2 separate regions of the Mus musculus genome follow, and region 2 is linked to region 1. The links are chromatin contacts, called in public promoter capture Hi-C maps. All regions are on one chromosome and are shown on one strand. Each heading gives the region's core, a stretch centred on a gene start, on an enhancer-like site or on the middle of the called end of the contact. The rest is flanking DNA. Distances are from core to core; before and after follow the strand shown. Region 1 holds the start of A530076I17Rik (a long non-coding RNA gene). Region 2 holds the start of Wdhd1 (WD repeat and HMG-box DNA binding protein 1).

Evidence for each region. Promoter capture Hi-C pulls out the DNA fragments that hold promoters and counts their contacts.
Region 2: a promoter capture Hi-C map of liver shows a contact between it and region 1, with 3 times the contacts expected there. The contact joins the promoter of Wdhd1 here to the promoter of A530076I17Rik in region 1. A contact is called at or near these places in 4 of 39 promoter capture datasets (hippocampal neurons, liver and pre-B cells).

What each region holds. Positions count from the first base shown.
Region 1 is chr14:45,666,658-45,670,065 of GRCm38.p6, reverse strand. It overlaps A530076I17Rik (a long non-coding RNA gene), which reads left to right and starts at 1,568. Exons shown (of 2, transcript XR_003951190.1): 1 at 1,568-1,650; 2 at 1,787-3,408.
Region 2 is chr14:47,275,250-47,278,657 of GRCm38.p6, reverse strand. It overlaps Wdhd1 (WD repeat and HMG-box DNA binding protein 1), which reads left to right and starts at 1,801. Exons shown (of 25, transcript NM_001360532.1): 1 at 1,801-2,137. The coding sequence starts at 2,061. Socs4 (suppressor of cytokine signaling 4) reads right to left here and starts at 1,738. Exons shown (of 2, transcript NM_080843.3): 1 at 1,437-1,738.

The DNA of each region.
Region 1 (3,408 bases), core at 319-2,818:
TTGTTACTTGCTGAGGTTTATAACCGTGTAACAGTCATTTTAGGAGTTTGTTGGTAATACTATCTTACGATTTTTAGGAAGTCAAAAGTACACAGCAAGAGTTTGCCTTCTGGGGGGAGTGGGGGGAGGGTTACACCAGAGGGGGACTTTCTCTTCTCAAAAAGGAAGCAGAAGATGGAACGGAGGGAGGACTTACATGGGAGGAGGGGGACTGATATTGGGATGTAAAGTGAGTGATTCATTAATTAATTTTGAAAAGGGTTTGTCTTGCACACAATTCATATCAAGACTCTCTTGAGAAACTAGAGAGACAGCTGAGTGGGCAGAGACACTTGCCTCCAAGCCTGATAGCCTTTGTTCAATCCCCAGAACCCACACGGTGATGAGAGAACACACTCCTAATGACCTTGTCCTCTGGTCTGCAAGTGTGTGCTGTAGTACCTATCTACACCACCCAAGAACACACATACGCCAAGTGGATAAATGAATGCATGTAAAATCAGCTCTAAAGAATCTGCAGGATGGAAGACTCCATGAGCAAGGCACTTGCTACAAAATCCTGACAATCTGAATTTGATTGCCCAAACCCATGTAAAAGCGGTAGGAGAAACCAAACCCTGAAAGTTGTCGTCCGACCTTCACACACGACCACCTGCACGTTCTCCACACCCCATCTCTCAGTTAAACACACAAGTTTTCAAACTCTTCAAAAGTCCTCACTTTCTGTCTTGTCTATTTTCTACCTGGTTCACATGAACCTAACCAGCACTTTCTGTTTTGGAGACAGTCGGTCACCCTTTTGTATCCACAGGAAATGTGTTCTGGAACTTCTCAAGGGTACCCAAAACTTTGAATGCTCAAGTCCCTTATATGAAATGGCAAAGTGTAGACAGCCTGATGTATCTACAGATTTAACCAACATTGGATCCAAATAATTGGAAAAACAAAACCGTGTCTATGCTGAATATGTACAGTCTTGTCATCATCATTGTCTAAATAATGCAACTATCAATATGGCATTTACATTAGAATAAGGATATAGGAAGCTGTGGTTAGTTTATATGCAAACACTATACCCTATTATTTTGGAGCCTTGAGTTTTGGTATCCAAGGTAGATAGATCTTGGAACTTATCTTTCCTCTGTACTATGAGCTGTCTACACTTACAGCCTACATCCACCAATATGCATTAAATTACCTGAGTACTCAAGAGACTCCTCATGCTAAATACAATATAAATGTATGTAAATTGTTGTTCCATTGTGGTGGTTAGGGATTATGGATAGTCTCTATTCAGTACCAAATAATCGCTTTTCCCATTTTCAGCCAATGGTTGGTTGGCTCACAGATCCAGGGAGATGACTGTGTTATATTGACACCGACTGGTCTAGCATTCAGGCCTTTCATGATCTCATTGATCTGTGCTCCCTGGGCTGCTCTAATGAAGCCATTAGAAGCTATTTGTGAAAGTGCAGCCCAGTTACATCAAGAGAGCCTAGGATTTTGGAAATGTCAGTACCATGGGATGACCTCCAAGAACAGCAGCAGCTGTGGAATAGAGCCAGCTGGAGCCTAGATGGCAAGCTGTGTGTGCTGCACGGGATGGAGCTGGAGAAGTGACCCAAGCCCCTTGGAGAAGCCCAGAAGATGGTGAGTGAATCCCAGAATTTGGACACCGAGTTATTTACAATGTTAGCGTGTGGGGTTGCTTTGTTCAGACTGTAACTATGCCCTGGTTCTTCTCTCTTGAAGTAAGGAAGAAGTTAACTTATTTTTTATTTTACAGGAGGCCACAGTTGAACAACTTTGAACTTTTGAAGAGATTTTTGGATTTTAATAGAGACTTTTTTTTTAAAGATTGAATTTTAAGTATTTGAATTTGTAAAGATGTTCTAAGTCCGTAAAATGTTTATCTTAGGATGTTTATATTAATGTGTGATCTTTGGGATAAACAATAAAGGAAAGGTTGTAGCTTAAGAGTGATATGTTTGTGTGCCAAGTTGACAAGAAGTCAGTTGTGCTGGCTAATTTTATGTCAGCTTCACACAAGCTAGTGTAAGTCAAATAAGCCCTTTCCTTCCCACATTGCTTCTGGTCCTGGTGTTTCATCACAGCAAAATTAACCCTAACAAGCACGTTCTAATTGCATATTTATCCTTCTTTCAAATAATAATGAATTTCAGAGTTCACCTTTCTGGCTTAGAGTTACTAAGTTATCAACTTAGAAAACTCCCAGAAAGTTGGACTTACCCAATTAACATTGATTTTGATCTAATGGGGCTTTCATGATATTTGATAAATTTGTATGGTCCAAAGAACTATAGGTCCCCTAAGGAATATCCCTAAGCTTACTGAAAAATGTGCTAAAGTTTAGTTCCCAGAACCCCATGGACAGGGACAAGGGCACCAGGACGCTCCATAGTATTGAATTGTGCAGAGTGCAGACTTACAACAAGGACTCCCTGTGAGCTGAAATTCATGCCCATGGCCTTTCCAAAAAGAAGGAACAAAAAAGAACTTGTGAACAGCTCTAGAAAAAAAAAAAAGGGTGTGTGTGTGGGCTTTTTCAGGCCCTTCCAGGACAGAGAAGTTGGGTTCCTTCCCCTGACCTCCATGGGGATTGGCCAAGAGTTCTGAGAAGACGGTTTTGCAACTAAGAAATCACAAGGCTGGAGTGAAATGAAAACAAGCAAGGTCCTTTATCAGCTGAGGACCGTTGGCTCTACTCTGTAGGACTTCAGACAGAGGAAAATCAAGGGCTAAAGCAGAAAAATGTTGCAACATAGGAAAGACTCCCTTTGCATGATGTGCCTGCTACCAACTATGACAGATGACAGTCACGGGAGCCACCACCAAAGGGTCCATGTATGCTGTCTCACTTTGCATTTAATAATACCCACCTTTACAAAGAAAGGCAAGTATATCAGCCCTGTGCTGGATGTTGAGTCCAAGTGCACAGGTCACAGACCTTGCATCTGTTTGCAGTGTACATGGGATTTTTATGATATCTGTTGATAATAATTTTATTCAAATATGCTTATTCTCATGGTCATATCAGGAGACTTCTTCAAGAAAATCGATCTTTAAAACATATAGGCTTAAATCGTATTTTAAAATATTATATTTCATTTGGCTTTACTTATTTTGAAAGCTATTTTAATGATACAAATACCATACAGTGTATGTTTGTCATATAAATTTCAAATAATGTAAAACCTAAAGTCAACCTTTACTTACTCCCCAATATCCAGAATAAGAATGTGGGTACTTTTGGAAATGATTCTTTCAGAATTTTACAGTGATCTACATCTACAAAAAGAAAGGTGTAGAAATACTCTTGACTATGTATGTAACATGTATGTTATATATGTATGTGTATAAATTTACATATATACTGTGCAGTTGTTT
Region 2 (3,408 bases), core at 552-3,051, 1.6 Mb before region 1:
GAAGGTTTTATAGGCTAACCCCACTTTAAGCAAAACTACTATATACCTTAGTGCCTAACTAGTAACATGAGGCCTTAATAGTTTTAGACTTCCACGAGTATCTTCTATGTACTTCAATAATTTGGTGGAACTAAGTATCACCTCTACTTTAGAGGTGAGAAATCTGACAATCAGGAAAATAAAGACACACACTCACACTCAAGGTCATACAACAGGTTAGAGTTAAAATTAAAAACGAAACTGTTTAATCATCAGGCTTAAGCTTATTCATACCTGGGAAATCAGCAAAGGAAATATTATCTTAACCTGTCAATACTGACTTGGTTGTTAGGGCAGAGAGAGCGGGCAGGTGTGCTGACATCATTCATAGTTCTAAAATCAAATGGTATCACAGGCACTGTCTAAAGTATTTACATCAATAACTCTTGTTCCCACTTGCAAGTTTCTGAATGGTGAGCTCTGAAAAGCATTACTCTGAAATCCCATTACAATATATTCAATATATAGATGAGTATCATCAGCTCAACTTGAACCTCACACTGTACCTACTCATTTTTATTGTCCAGGTACTGGGCAAAAGAATTATAAATTGGCCTGTCTAAAAACAATAATTTCAAAATAAAAGTAAGTTACTCAAAAGTCATTGTCTCAGGTGCCTTTATTCTTGTGGGAAATTAACAATAGGGTTTTGTTTTGTTTTTTAAAAAAGAATCTCAGATTCTACTTGAGCCAACTACTCTTCCTTTTTATTCATATACAAATCTGAGTGTCTTTTTGGAACCCAGGTTCTTAGAAATGCCTTACAAAATGCCACCATAGCAAGAATACCACGGTTTGAGTAATAACTAAGCTTGCAATTTTTTTAATAAGTTATCTAGATCTACCTCTGTAGAGTTTTCCGGTAATAAAAATAAGTCTGACTGAAACTGTACAGTGGGTACCACAAAAACGCCGTCAAAGCCCCAATTATCACCGAAAATCATAATTTTCAACAGACCAATTTATTAATATGGAGAACGTGAAGAAACAAGAAAAGCATAAACTTAACGGGCCAAGACCTGACTTAGTAGAGGATGTGTTATCGACTGCCACGATGAACAGAAACCTGTAACAATACAAATTAGACCTCTCCTTTTAGATCTAAAAGCAGTTTGGTAAACTTTGGTCGGAACTAAATAGAAAACCCAAGTTAACTCTCTTTAGCATTATTTAGCTAGAGTCGCAAGAAACAAGAATCAGTCCATCCTTTATTACCACAGAAATGACAAAGTTGAGGGCACGAAGGGCGTGAAGAATAAAGGCTTGCCAAGGTCTGTCCCTAACCCGGTCCCGAGGAGCTCGATCGGTTCAAGGAGGCGACTACGGTGGCTCGGGAGGAGATCCTGAAAGGGCAGGCGTCAAACCCCAGCCCTCGCCGCCACCCTTCCCCCTCTCACCTCTCCGAGCTCAGCTCAAGCGGAGCTGTCCGAGCGCCTGCCGCCATCACCACCGCCATCACCCGGCGCTCGCTCAAGCGCGGAAGAGAGGCCCGGCCACTCCCGCTCCTCGTGCGGCTCCCGCCAGGCGGAGGCCTGGCTGTCAGCCCCCGCCCCGGCTCCACGGTCAGCCCAGAGTCAGACTTGCCGCTGCCTCCGCCTGCTCTCCAGGGACCGCCGCCACTTCCGGGTTCGGCTCCCACCTTTTCTTTCAGAGCGGCCCCAGCCACCAGCTCTCGGCTTCGAGGCGGCGCGCTTCTGACGCCACCACCCGGCGACCTCGGGCCGGACCTGGGCTGGGCGGCGGCGGGCCGCGCATGCGCACAGGGCGAGCGCGCCAGAGCGCGGGAAGCGGCTCCGTGCTTCCATCAGAGCAGACGCTGGTGCACACCGCTTGCTCCTCGCCCCCGCTGCCCGTGCTTGCAGAGGGGAAAGCTTGTCATCTCCCGGGCGTGTGTGACATACCTTCCGCTGCATCGTGCTGTGGCTCCTCGGGTGAGGGAAACAGGACTGCACGGCGCGGAGAGGACGATCGCCCTACTGAAAAAAATACCAGTTCTTACAAAACGGCTCAGGTAGGGAAAGATGCCGGCCACACAGAAGCCCATGAGGTACGGACATACGGAAGGGCACACCGAAGTCTGCTTTGATGATTCTGGAAGGTAAGCGTCTTTGGAAACAAAGGACGGGTCCAGCGTGAATGTTAGCCGTCATTCTCGGTATGGACAGCCGGTCGAAGATGACCGATGCGGAGGGACAGAGGAAGGAATAAACAAGGAGCGCCTCTGCCCTGAGGCTTGTTTGCTTTGAACTGTCGTGGCACTTCTAGGACCTCACGAAAATTAAAATCCTTTACCCAGAGGAGTGCCTTCCCGCCACTCACGTCCTCATTCGGTGTCATGTTTATTTTATGAGACAGTTAAGCATCAGCAGTTGCTGTAAATTGCAATGACTGTCGTGCCCAGGAGATGGAATTTTGCAGCTTCCTCTTTCACAGTGTCCCCTGTGTACTAGAGGACATAATGTAAATGTCTAGTTTAGGGCTCAATACTGAGAAGTCGCTTCTTGTCAGCACCTTGTGCGGTCATGAGGCTCTACAATCACCACCATTTACTGGAAATAGAGGCTTCTCTAATTCTTTCTTTCTTTCTTTTTTTTTTTTTTGGTTTTTCGAGACAGAGTTTCTCTGTATAGCTCTGGCTGTCCTGGAACTCACTCTGTAGACCAGGCTGGCCTCGAACTCAGAAATTCGCCTGCCTCTGCCTCCCAAGTGCTGGGATTAAAGGCGTGCTCCAGGCCGGCTGAGGCTTCCCTAATAAAGGCTGAGGGTAGCATTTGAAATGTACATAAATATTTAGACAGCAGTTTGAGGTTATGCAATTTAGCTATGCAGTAGTGTACCCCCTAGGGCCTGAGACCTCCCCTTGCTATGGGCTTTTGAAAGGGTTTACCTACCAAGAATGGGTTCCCCTTTGTGGAATAGACCTTAAATCCAAAAAGCACTTGGTTACCCCTATAGCAGCCATGTCACGCATGCCCACTCAAGTGGACCATTCTTGCCTAGAAGCTGGTGTCCTAGTGAGGGCCTCCTAAAGCACAGGCTGGTCTCCAACTTAACGTGTAGCTGAGGCTGCCTCTGCCTGGCAAGCACGGAGATTACAGGCAGGGCTACTACACTGATGAACACTTTCCTATGACCCCCTTTGGGTTTTCCAATTTGGGAGTTAATCTTTTTTTTCTTCTAAACATTTATTTTATTCATATTCCTTCCTTCCCTCTCTCCTTCCCTTCCTTTTCTTTCCTTCCTTTTTTTATCTTTTTTTTTTTTTTGCCATTAGCCCTCTACTGTTTTTATTTAATTTGCACTTTTATGTGTCCAGATAGGACATAAACAGAATGAACAAAAGCACTTAGGCGATGAGAAGTTTGAAAA